Regions from separate parts of the Anas platyrhynchos genome. Here region 1 is linked to region 2. Evidence: chromatin contacts called from public Hi-C data. All regions are on one chromosome and are shown on one strand. The core of a region is the stretch at or near the end of the contact, and the rest is flanking DNA. Distances in the headings are between cores, read along the strand shown. Region 1 overlaps ROS1 (ROS proto-oncogene 1, receptor tyrosine kinase). Region 2 overlaps DCBLD1 (discoidin, CUB and LCCL domain containing 1).

Region 1 (6,542 bases), core at 2,091-4,590, 85 kb before region 2:
TTGAGATAACCTGTTCCTCCTCAGAAGGATTTTGAGATGACACTTTCACGTCATAAGTCCAGTTCTGCCAAGCAGAAGGACCTGTGAGATGCAAACAATTATGTTATTGCAGAGTAGATGACTGTAGTGGAAGATGTGTGTTCTTTGAGAAAACTGTAAGTTTGTAAGTTTGAAGTTCATTTCAAAAATGCCAGTAGCAGAAGGATTAAAAAAAAGAGATGAATTAAAAATTTATATTCCCCATCTCTGTGACCAAACAAGAATAGTGGCTCAGTTCCCCATGAAGAAAGAAGTTGGAAGAACCAAAATTTTCCTCAATCAGGTAGATTATAGCACTGATTAAAAGCTACTAAGTCACTGGCATGCATTTTCTGTGTGGTATCATCAGCAAACATTCCATACCTTGGTTAAGATGGCACCTTGCTTACAATCCCTTGCAAGTGACAGATGAGCTACTCACTTATATAAACTTTTTTTTTTTTTTTTTTTTTTTTTTTAATTTATGCAGACAATTCAGGTATTTTACTGGGAAATCTTGAGTTAAATTTTTTCAGACTGAGGTAAATCTTCCAGCAGAACTGGCTATTGAAGTCACTGAAGTCCAACATGAGGGACAGGAAAACAGAATAAGTTTTTCCCCTAGAAAGAAAAGGACTGGTCTTTCAGAAATAAAAGCTGAACTTACTAGTTCCAATAGTGTGTTCAGGTGATCTCCAGCTAATCACAGCTTGATGCAATCCAAATAGCACTGTGACAAACCGCGGAGGAGTTGGTAAAGGAAAAGGTTGAGTTGATGCCCCATAGAAAAGCAAATTGCCAAAGCCAGAGTACTCTGGACAATCCAAACTGCAATCCACAACATACTCATTGAAGCTAGACTTTCCATCTGGAGAGACCTCCTCCTGGAAAACTGCCCAGCCATCCGTGACAGTAAACATGTTATCTTCATAAACAAAGCTCTCCATGTCATCAAGCGTCACGTGCGATCGCAGCATATGAAATTCTGAACCATCAAGAAAACCCGACACAAAGGCCTGTTCTGTTTTGTTGAAGAAAATAAGTCTCTTAGACTGGAAGTTGATCACAAAGTCTCTCAGAGCACTGGATTTCACAACTAGTGAAGCTGCAGAGGCAGTGTCAGGAAAGGGTGGAAGGTTTGCTCTGTATATACCATCCTCCAAGAGACAGAAAATATACCTGGTCATGGAGCAAAATATACCCAAGTAACTACAAAGCAAGAGCTTTATGGATGAGTCACAAATATTTTAACAGCTTGAAGATGTGCCTGACTTTACGCAGACAATAAGAAAATGCTTTTGGTACTACTAATATACATCCTAGGAGAATTAAGCACATCACTTTTTACCTTCTGGGGATCTGGCTGGCAGATCACTAGAGAGTATTCTTCTATAATACCTCAAGTATTAAGCAAGGACATTTATAATGCAAAGAGCATTATACTTGTAAATGCACCAAATGTCTAAAAAACAAATTTCTGTATGGGAAATACTTTATCTCCTCTGATAACACCCTAGGGAAGAAAATGCAGAAACAATACTGCAAGGTGTCACTTTTGTTCCAACAGTTTTATAGTTTGTTATTTGTTGCCATTGCACTTTTGTTTTGGTAGGGGTTTGAAACAGGAACTAGATGACTACTGAAGTGGAGACAATTAGAGGAGCTTTATAGCACCTTTGACACCAAATGCTCACAGGAGGACACTCACCCATTATAGGGATCAGCTACAACCTTCTTAGGGGATGTCACATAAAGAGGAGTGATGTCTTCAGCTGCTGTGCAGTTCTCTAAATGACAAACATGTATCTGGGGAATGAGAAGAGAAACTGCTGATGCATAGGGCATTTGCTAACAAGCAAACAAGCTGACTGGGGATTCTTTCAGGTGAACCCAACAACAAAATACCTCTCTCACAAGCCTACATCCTTCTGAGCTCCTGTGTTGTCAGACACCCGAGTATATCAGTGTAGCACATACAAATACATCCATAACAACTTACCCTGAAAGAGCTCTTTGCCAGTCATCTTCATCCTAGCTTGCTGCCTCTGAACTGGAGGGAGAAGCCTGATTTTGGGGTACTGACAAACTGTGTTTTGAAAATGATCTAGTACAGTAGGACAAAGAGAGAAGAAAGTGCTTTTCTGATGCTGGGGGCAATACCTGGGGACTTCTCTAAACTGCAATAGCTTCAGAAAGCTCTGTCATCAGTGTGTTCATCTACAGCTGCTTTTGTATTATTTTCTCACTACTACATTTCTCACTATGAGAGCAACAAGAAGCTAGCAAAATAAATAAACAAACAAAAAACAACAAAACACTAACCATTTAGAGCAACTTTCTAGTCCTTTGTGCATTAGAGCAATACAAAGGTATATGCAAAATCTGGCCATTAATGTAATTAATGTTTCACCAGCAGGGAATCAAGTGCAGAGTTGCTATCTATAATTTTACTTCAGGTTGAAACAGTAGTAATTTCAGCTGTCATCACTTTCCCTCTTGAACTTTTGCCATCTATGAAGAGCATTGTAATCACTGACTAGTTACCACACCATCTTCCTGAGGAAGAGTAGGAACCAAAGGAGGTACATAGAGCAAGCAACCCAGCAGCAAGAACAAAGTTATTAATATTGGGTATGAACTGGACATGAAGCCAGTCTCAAAAAATAAATAAATAAATAAATAAAATAAAGCAGTTAAAACTAAAGCCTTTTATGTCCTGAGGGGAAAAAATAAGACAAGGAGACAGAGTTCTGTATAACCTGTTTGCTTAAATGTGACTTGATATTCCTCTTTTCTTTTTTTTTCTTTTATTTTTCTTTTTTTTTTTTTTTTTAATCTGTGAAATATGTGAATATTATTGAAGTTAAAGCTCTATTTCTACAATTATATTTTGTGTATGATAAATATAAAACAGAATTTCTCAAGTGAATTAAACTGTAGGAGTGGCTCAAATAAAATAAGAAATTAATTAAGCCCCAGAGCACTACCTTTTCATTCATGACAAAGTATATCCTCTGGTAAAGCCAGTCTACTGAGATTGATGTTATATTCCCCCGGCCAGCATAAAAGAGCATTACGTCAGACGTATCAGACATATCTGCAGCTCCTTTCACCCAGATGGAATTCCCCTCAGAAAAATAGACAACTTGCTGATAAACATTCACTGAAATTCCTAAAAAATAGAAAAATATGTGCACACAAATAGTATAAGAAATATGTCTCAATTTTTCATGTACTTTTTCCTAATTGCCTTAAAAAGAAGTACTTTTCAATCTGTAACCCAGCTTCATAGGAGAGTAGTTAACTTTTTCTCTCCTCCACTTCTAGTCATTCAGATAACGAAACTTTCCCATCTCCTATGTAAGTGATATTATTGTAGACAATTGCCTTTCACAAAGGTAATCAGACAGAAGAAGAATATATAAAATGCAAACCAACTGACACCAGTTCCTCCTCTCCAGGGCAAAGAGATGCAGTTTGTATCTGCTCACAAAGCACCATGTACTCTAATTTAAGCTAGACATTATCTGTGCCACTCCTGTACTATCACAGAGTATTTAGTCTGGGGCAATGTTCATTCTCTGGCGTCTTTGTGGCTCTGTGAACTGCAGAAGATAAACTCAGATTTCCATACTGTCTCCAAGGACCACATACAGCACCAGTGTAGATAACAGACCTTACAGGGGCACATAATTTGAGATAACATGGTAGTCTGGTGATTTAGGCTACTGAAATGTCTTGTTCAGAAGCAATATGCCCCAAACTTGCTAACACACAACACTAGCATACACTTCAGCCAGCATCCTTTGACACTGTATTAAGTCTTTAGCTTGAGCCACTTTACTTTCTCATATTCATGCTGAGAAAATGCAGTCATCAGTCATAGGGAAACAAACACCTGCTTTGGCTTCACCTTACCTCAATTTGTATATCTACTATTTAAAAGTCCACCTCTGAACTAGATGACTAGATTCACTGAAGAGGTAACTCTGGGGAGAAAAAATTATCTCAACCTAATGCCTGTCATTTCAAAAGGGTCAAATCACATCCTGAAAGTTTCCATTTCTCAGAATCACAGAAACACACAGAATTGTCTAGGTTAGAAGAGACCTTCAAGATCACCTAGTCCAACCTCTGACCTAACACTAACAAGTCCTCCACTAAACCATATCACTAAGTTCAACATCTAAACGTCTTTTAAAGACCTCCAGGGATGGTGTCTCAACCACTTCCCTGGGCAGCCCGTTTCAATGCCTAACAACTCTTTCAGAAAAGATGTTTCTCCTAATATCCAACCTAAACCTTCCCTGGCACAACTTTAGCCCATTCCCCCTCATCCTGTCACTGGGCATGTGGGAGAACAGACCAACCCCAACCTCGCTACAGCCTCCTTTAAGGTACCTGTAGAGAGCAATAAGGTCGCCCCTGAGCTTCCCCTTCTCCAGACTGAATAATCCCAGATCCCTCAGCTGCTCCTCATAAGACTTGTTCTCCAGACCCCTCACCAGCTTCATTGCCCTTCTCTGGACTCACTTGAGCACCTCAATGTCCTTCTTGTAGCAAGGGACCCAAAACTGAACACAGTACTCAAGGTGCAGCCTCACCAGAGCCGAGTACAGGGGGACAATCACTTCCCTAGCCCTGCTGGCCACACTGCTTCTTATACAAGCCAGGATGCCGTTGGCCTTCTTGGCCACCTGAGCACACTGCTGGCTCATATTCAGCTGACTGTCCACCATCACTCCCAGGTCCTTCTCTGCCAGGCGGCTCTCCAACCATTCATCTCCCAGCCTGTAGCTCTGCTTGGGGTTATTGCGCCCCAGGTGCAGGACCCGGCACTTGACCTTGTTAAACTTCATGCAAACCTCAGCCCATTGGTCCAGCCTATCCAGATCCTCCTGCAGAGCCTTCCTACCCTCGAGCAGATCGACACAAGCACCTAACTTGGTGTCATATGCAAAATTACTGAGGATGCATTCTCCTCACTGATTATGAAGGGAGGCCAATACTCTCTCAGGTTCATTCTGCCCTTGGCAAACACGGAGGTGTAAGTTACACCTGAGAGAGAGAGACCAATGAAATTTTACCTGTAATGTTGTGGTGTATTATACCACTTGGGAGGCACTGGGCTGCTTCGAGGAAATGTTCCATGTATCTTTTCCTTAAAGATTGGTTCCTGGATAGGAAGAGCCATTTTGCCTTTTCCTTAACTAAAAATAAATAAATAAATAAATAAATTAATTAATTAAAAAAAAAAAAAAGAAGAAGAAGAAGAAGAAGAAATTCATAATTTAGACAGATGACTGCAGCAAAAAATAATGTTAAGTCAGACACATCATTAACAGAAATGCATATGCATATGCACACACATATATACATACACACATACATTCTTATGGTAGCAATGACTGACTAAAACTTAAACTCTTTGAGTGTTGTAAGTGGATGGAGTTATTCACCACTACACCAAGACCATCTGGCTACTTGTCCAGGGTGAGAATGAACCACCTGAATTTCACACCATTATTTCCTGTAACATGAGTCTCCTTAGTGAAGGAAAGTGAGCTGGGGCAAATGAGGACCTAAGGATTCCTAGGAACAGAACACACTAAGACATCCATATCACCCTGAAATCCAATGGAAGCCAGATATTTAACTCCCCTTGGCCTCTTCGAAAACTGCAGTCAAAGTATGGTATCCCACAACACCCAGCCTGACCCTCCCCTGGTGCAGCTTTGTGCCGTTCCCTCATGTCCTGCCATCGGTGACCAGGGAGTAGAGGCCGGCACCTCCCTCCCCACTTTCCCTGCTCTGTGAGTTGCAGAGAGCAACAAGGTCGCCTCTCGCCCTCCTCTTCTCCAGAGCAGACAACCCAAGTGTCCTCAGCCTCTCCTCACAGGACATGCCTTCACGTCCTATTACTAGCTTTGTTGCCCTACTCTGGATGCTTTTAAGAATCATAACATCCTTTTTATATTGTGGAGCCCAGAACCGCACACAATGTGCAAGGTGAGGCCATACCAACACTAAATATAACAGGAGCATCACCTCTTTTGACCAGCTGGCTGTGCGGTGCTTAATGCACCCCTCAGTGCTGTTTGCCCTCTGGCTGCCAGGGAAGGCTGCTGGCTCACATTGAGCCTGCTGTCACCAGCAGCCTCCGTCCCTTTCTGCTCTCCCAGCCTGTGCCTGTGTCTGGCACGACTCCAACCCAAATGCAGCACTGAGCATTTTCCTTTGTACATTTACCTTTGTACCTAGTATAAGAGACTAGTGTCACTTCCTCATCTTTTTTCCAGTGTCATTTCTTACAGTTTAGCCCAGAGATTGGATTCATTCTCTGACACAGTAAAACCATTTCTGAATGCGACACCTGCAGAAGGGAGATCCTGTTCACCCAAACACACACAAAAAGTGCACCCTGGTGCAACTCTCAGCAATCAACTCTTTTAAGTAGCAGCTAGGAAGGGGGCAGGGGGGAGACTCCCCACGCCAGAAGTTGTTCTGGCAGGGAGGGTTGTCTG
Region 2 (6,892 bases), core at 1,784-4,283:
TAACCTTGTAGTCCTCTTGTGTTCACTGTCAATACAGTTTCTGTGAAATGTATAAAACACCTCAGGTTCTGAAGCGAAGCAGCAGCAGCCTGTTTGTTAGACCGAGCTGGGTGGTGTTGTTTACCTTCTGTTGTTTACATGTCTATGTAAATAAAGCACACTGGTATTTGTAAATCAGTCACACAGGCCTGGTACTTAACTTGGTGACTTTATCATCACTGCACACCCACTCTTGTCACATATCCTGCAGGGTGAGAAATAAGTGTTCCTTACTCTCTGCAAAAGTGCCAGTTGCGAGGCTGCAATTTACGTTCTCAGTATGACAGGCTAAAAAAAGATTATCTCAGTGCCCCATTTAGCCTGGCTTCTCTGTCCATAATCTCTAGAGAAGAAGCGCCCACGAACAAACTTCTGTGCCCAACCCTGCTGCTGGAAGCACATAATTGAGGAGAGGATAAGGATGCCCCCCCAGTGAGGCTGTAACCAATACTGCACCCACACAGCTGATTAGCCTGACTTGTCACTTCACAAACAAGCAGAGCTCAGTAATCAGAGCTATTCCCCACCTAATGAGGCACCAAGATAATGTAGCAGTGCAACAGCAGCAGGCAATCGATGCCACGGCTTGTATTATAACAACCTTTTGGCATGCCTCAGCCACATGTATCCTGCATCTGCGGCACGCTGCAGGTGCCATAGTGGCATTCTCCCCCTCAGCCTGGGAAACAGTTTTTGGTGACCCTCACAGCAGATATGCACGTAATTTCCTACCTGTGTAGTCTCTCCATTCTGATGGTGGCAGCGATACTAAACCCTGATGTAGGAAGGAAAGGGATTGCCCGAATCTCCCAGCTGTGGTGGCTCATCCTCGTGCTCCGCCTCAGAATGGCTTCTCCGGCTTGCCTGCCCCAGCCTGTTTTCACAGCCAAAACCAGCTGCAGGTATAACACAGCCAGACTTAGCAAACGCCACATAATTAAAAATCTTCCTTCTAAGACAGGCCCTGTTTCAAACCATTAACACAGTAGGAAGGGCTGCATTTGCACTGGGTCTCCCTCCAACGTCGCTAGAGATTGTGGCAGAGCAGAGTCTAACCTCTTTATGAGGCTGACCATCTGGTTAACGGAGACTTTCAGCAGTGATTCAGTACCAAACTCCTCTCCTGAGCAGTTGCTCCCAGTAGGCTGGAACAGTAAAACCGCGCCAGAGTTCACAAGAAGGTTAAATATTAACTGGTCACAGCCCTAAGGATCTACCTGTTCCAGCCGCCGTCGATAGCAAGCCTCTGACTGTGCTGTGAACAGGGTCACACATTGTCACTGCTCGTCGCTAACCGAAGGAACCGAAGAAAGACTCCCACCCCAATAAATAAATAAATAAATAAATAAATTAGTAGATTCTCCAAACACCACAACAAATACACAAATGTGTATGTAGCCAGTCTAAGACACAAACTTTTCCTGCACAGGATGGGAATGTCAGGCTGTAGGCCCCATGACAGGAACAGACACTTGACTGATTAAGTGCTTGGTGGGTCACTATCATTGACAGGTATGATTTGTTTTTCTGTGGTGCTGGAGTCTTCTCTGCCATGCAGATGTATGACACGGATTGCTGTGTCCTCCCCAGTGCCACCCTGTCATTGCCAGGCTTTTGGGACACTGTCTGCTGAGCTGCAGTGGGATGCATGGGCAGAAAATGGACTTGTGGCCATACAGCAGACGGGAGAAGGCAGCAGAGGCCTTACAGTGCTCAGATGATCTATCTAACCTGCAGTTGCAGTGCAGAGCAAGCCAGGTGCCCAATGTCAGTAAGTGACAGAGCCCACACCTCTGGAGAGGTGCTAAGGGAGCCCCCAGGCCACCACTGTTGTGACCCGCCCAGGCAGCCTCCATTTTGTGTCTGTGTAACACAGGTGGCGACTGCTGCCGCTATCCAGCACAAGGCCTCACTCACCCAGTACCTCTGAAGAATCTAAAAACCACAGCAAAGAAGTGCAGTTGCCATAACAAAGTATACTATTAGCACTAAGTTACGCTTAAACCTCTTGACCTTAAAACAGTAGCGTTGCACTGTGGCAACACCTTCAAAACTGTGCATATAAAGTCACCACTGAGGTAGTTAATAAACATTAAACAAAGTGTAATTATTGGTCTGTGTCCTGGCTTTTGCCAAAGTCAGGCAGGTTTTTTTTTTTTTGTTTGTTTGTTTGTTTGTTTTTTGGTTTGTGTTAGTTTGTTTTTGCTAAACCAGTAGTTTCTCTCCATGCAGCTCAAATTCATTTCACTGGCGGTGAGTAACAAAAAGCAATTACCTCTGAACAAGAGGTTTGTGACCTCTAAGAAATGAGCCAGAGGTCTCATAGAAGTCCTGCAGGGTCAGGTATCCACTGAAAATCAACCTTGTAAAAATCCATCAGTGTTCTTCCATTAATCCTCTCTCCAAACCAGGTTAGGTTTGGTCAGCGAGCGGGTGTCCAAACAGCTCCCTTTAGCCTGTAATCAGTCTGGACTGCAGGAATGACAAGGTCATGTTGCTGCATTCCTTTTTTCTTTATTCCTTTTTTTTTTTCCATAAAAGTAAATCCATTCTACTTGCTTCTTTCCAATGTCAGTGATGATGTAAGCCTGTACTGACCTCCAACCCCCTCTGCAATAGTACAGCATGGGGTAAATGAGTAGAATTTATCTTTTCACTTGAACCTCATCAGTACTGTTGAACCTGACACGTATACTAAAAAAATACTCTGCTATAGCTGCGTGAGGTTAACAAGACAAACAACATTATAAAGGAGCAGTGGCAATGTCTATGAATTATTGAAGACTGAATAAGTTTCAAGGAACCTGCTTATTTAAAGGGAAGGTGCCATTACTACACAATAACTTTGAAACTCAAAATAGAAACTCCTGATTGCTATTTTTTTTTTTTTTTGAAGCCCCTTGGTGCAGTCCTACCAGCTACAAAGGGCATACAAGAAGGGGTCAAAGTGTTTCTAAACTAGATAAAGACAAGAGGGGAGACATCCTTAGTTGGGGAAAACTCGTGCTGTAAATGATAAGGAGGACGCCTAACATCTGCCTTTCTGTGTTATCTCATTGTATAGTCTGGACATGAGAATTTGGAGAATTTTCATTCAAATTTCACCATATGTTTAGGCTTGGCATCACATTATGGATCTGAAAAGTCCTGAAAAACATTCTCCACTTACTGTATGCAGAGGTTATTCAGTAAGCTGTTGTTTCGGGCTGAGTTAATTCATTATTTATTTAGCCACTAGCAACGCCTCTACCAAGAGCCCACACAACATCCAAGAGATTATCAACTCACTTACTTTTATACAGACAGAGTTATCTGAAAGAGAAATTCAGGAAGGAGACAATTAATTTACAGCACAACATCATTTTTCAGCATAACCAAAAATATAAGCCCACGTTGGTGACATGCTGCTGTAATTAAGGCTCACATGTCCTGACCACTATCCGGGACTGACTTCAGGAATCCATAATTTTGGGTAGACACAAATTTTCTAACTGACCTGACTGGAAAAGCTCCCTTAAAGATCTGCATTATCTGCCCACCTGAAGATAAGCAATAACTCTGAATATCAAGCGTTTCCTATTGTGAGTCTGAGCTAGTAAAAGGAGTGAGAAAATCTGCAAAATAACAAGTTACTCGGACTGCAAAATTCTCTCAATTGAATCAGATATTAACAGACAATAACAGACCGTAAAACATACACTTTTTCTCTTGTAGGTAGACAAGAAATAAAACCAAAGTTCTAGCCATCAAAGAAATACTAGCGACAATTTAACACAAACAATACAGAAACATCCAGCAGTGGCGGAAGCCTAACGCACCCAGGGAGAGCTTATCAGAAGTCTCCCAAAGAGCTACATGAGGAGTGACAGAGAGCAGAGATGGTGACACTGACCATAAAAGAATGGAACAACAGGCTGTAGAGGACAACAGGCTAGAAAGACAGCAAGTTACATTAGCCACTTCCAAGCCATTGGTTTGAACAATTTGATGCCTTGGGCACATACGAGAAACTTCAGCCTTCCCAAATGTATTGCACATCTAAGCTTTTGTGGCCCAGGCAACCCATTCCACAGATGGACAAACTGAGACAGACAGATATGCTACCATTTGTCCAGAGCTGTATCAACTAATCAAGCCCACCGAAAAATGTAAAGATCTTTGAGAACACCAATCACAAACCTGTTAAAAACTCTCTGTCATGCAGGGAGACAAGACATAGGTGATAAAGCCTGAGATGCGCTAGCAGACCTTACTTGAAGAGGCGGCTTTTCTTCACATCTATGGCTAAGCTATTTATCCTTAAGTGACACCATCTGCTCTGACAGACAGTTTTATAAAATTTGAATCTGGTGACCTGGATAAAGTAGGCCTGTAACATGGAAACATGAGAGTCATACATGGATGTGAAAAGGTTGTGGACAGCTCTTACTTTCTCTTCCACACATGCCTTAGTGCATACAGTGCTGTGTCACAAAAGACAGGACCCATCTTTTTTTGACACTTGCAACACAAAGCCACCCATGATTTTGGTAAAAAATGCTACAATAACTTTTCTACTATCTTACACATGTCTAGCATATGGCATCATAAAGATACCCCTTTAGAGTCCATAGTTCATAGTTAACTTCCCAACAGATTGTCACACTTTATCCCCCCTTATTATAGTACAGTCACTTCACTATATAAGGACCAGCATCAAGGACATAAATATTTTATGCAAAAGAACATTTGGCTGAGAAGTTCACTGATCACCTGGTTACTGACAGACGTGTTTGGGAACTGCTCTACCATTTGGTAGTCATTGGAAACCAACAGTGGTAGAGAAAACATGACGTGTGGGTCAGTGTGAACAGATCTTCCTCTTCTCCTGATTAAAATAAAATAAAATTAAAATTAAAACCTTCAGTCTGAAACTAAACAAGAGCAAAATGCAATGTTCTTCTCCCTTTTTTCGCTTCTCCTCAGTGCCAAATCTCAACGTGGTTGGACGTGATGGGCGGCCTCTGTCCCAGCAAAGGTGCCAGGAATGTGATGAGGCCAGTTGCACACCATGATTGAAAGGCACAGGCAAAGTGCAGGCAGGAGAGTCTACAGACCGACCCAGTAAGTCATTTAACAATGCTCTTGGCCCCTTCTTTTGGAAATACTTAATCCACCCACAAACACAGAACTAAAAAGCACACATAAGCACTGAAAGTTAAAAAAGCACTCATTTTTAAAGTAGTAGATGGATATATTTAAGCAGTCTTCAACAAATCACGAATCCAGAGCTATATGAAATTATAATTGTGTGTGTGTCTGTGTTCAAGTTTGCTTGTACATATACTGCACAGAGAACAATGTTTACTGTAAATTGTGTCACCTGAACAGTGCTTGCAACAGGATGCTAGCTAGACTGGATGTTTGCTCTTTTAAGAGTAAACGTTACTAATAATAGTATAAAGAACAGCAACAAATAAATAAATAAATCGAAGTTTTTTATTTAATAAAAAAAGAATCTCGTTCTTCCAGTCTCGTGAATGCTGAAGATTTGAAGGAAGCTGCTGCCCCCTTCTGGTTCTAAATAAAAGTGCAAATACTTGGCACTAAAAATGTGTAGGATTCTGGTCACAAATTAGAATTACCAAGTAATAGACAAGTTTTGATTTTGAAAATAGCATAAAACTGAGGTGGCCCAAACTACACTTTCATATTTAATTAGAGCACTCAACACAACTACTTTAAGTTACTATAAGACAAAACAGTCTTGCCAATACAAAAGTGGCACAAAGCTGTGCCAGGAGAGATTCAGACAGGACATTAAGGAAAATTTATTTACTGTGAGGGTGGTCAAACCCTGGAACAGGCTTCCTGGAGAGGTGTTTGATGCTCCATGCCTGTCAGCGTTCAAGAGGCATTTGAGGCATGTTTGGACAATGCCCTCAATATCATGCTGTAACTTTTGGCTACCCCTGAAGTGGTCGGACAGTTGGGACTTAATCTTTGTAGGTCCCCTCCAACTAAATTAGTCCATTCTATGTGTTTGCGCCTTTTATTTTAAAATAAAATCAGTTTCAAAGTTAGCAATGTGTTACCTGGATCTAGATTAATCACCTTAAGAGCACAAAGAATTTGAAAAATTTCTGCTAGCTCCCTGAGTTTTCTTATGACACCTCACTTCCATTGTGAGTTAGCACCTGACCTGTCAAGCAAAACAGGCAAAAATAAAGATCAAATCAATAGGAAACTCCAGTAACACTCGTTTAGCAACTATACAAAAATCCCCATCCATCTACCAGAGCAGCATCCTTCTATAAAAAGCCCAGTCACCAGCTTCAAACCTGAAGTTGCCAATGCCCAGCAGCTGAGGTGCATTGAAGTATTTAAGCCGTAACTCCAATCAGGAAACCCTTCATAAAGGGTTATAAACAACCATGAAGAATATAAATGAAATCTGGGGGGAGATTGGTGATGCCTTTGCAGAGGTAGCCCAAAGGCTCTGCTCTCATAACAGGGGCAACCCACAGCAGCGCTGCAGGCCTTCTACTGCAAAACAGGTGTCAAGAGTCAAGGCAACACCTTGCAACCAGCATCTAATGCTTAACTGGGAGTTGAAGCTACTAAGATCACCAAAATGAAAGAGAGACAAACAACCAACATAATGAGCACACAAAAATCTAATGAGGAGCCTGATGTGTAACATCTCACAAGCCATCTTAGTACTTGCTCCTGGTGTCAGTGTAACAAAACGAGTACATCCTTTTCTGAAGAAAGACACCACTTAAGAACCAAACAAATTCATCACATACAGCTTCACAGCCTAGACACTCCTCAGAAGCATTCCCCAGGAGATCACAGAGTGGTTTAAGTTAGC

What was found. A called contact is a pair of places that touch in the nucleus more often than the background predicts.
Region 1: a contact with region 2 is called in a Hi-C map of F5 follicle, with 3 times the contacts expected there. The contact joins two enhancer-like sites. A contact is called at or near these places in 2 of 8 Hi-C or Micro-C datasets (F5 follicle and small yellow follicle).

The regions. Positions count from the first base shown.
Region 1 is chr3:69,526,724-69,533,265 of IASCAAS_PekinDuck_T2T, reverse strand. ROS1 (ROS proto-oncogene 1, receptor tyrosine kinase) reads right to left here. Exons shown (of 45, transcript XM_072036083.1): 10 at 5,106-5,228; 11 at 3,006-3,190; 12 at 1,727-1,824; 13 at 686-1,197; 14 at 1-81. Among named protein-coding and RNA genes, the nearest start is that of ROS1, 16 kb to the right of the region's middle. Within about 2 kb of position 3,340, at least 4 of the 8 cell types and tissues checked have an H3K27ac peak or open chromatin away from gene starts, as enhancers often do. A contact at or near this core is called in F5 follicle and small yellow follicle, where this site is marked.
Region 2 is chr3:69,441,357-69,448,248 of IASCAAS_PekinDuck_T2T, reverse strand. It overlaps DCBLD1 (discoidin, CUB and LCCL domain containing 1), which reads left to right. Exons shown (of 16, transcript XM_038177004.2): 16 at 1-177. Among named protein-coding and RNA genes, the nearest start is that of GOPC, 35 kb to the right of the region's middle. Within about 2 kb of position 3,033, at least 4 of the 8 cell types and tissues checked have an H3K27ac peak or open chromatin away from gene starts, as enhancers often do. A contact at or near this core is called in F5 follicle and small yellow follicle, where this site is marked.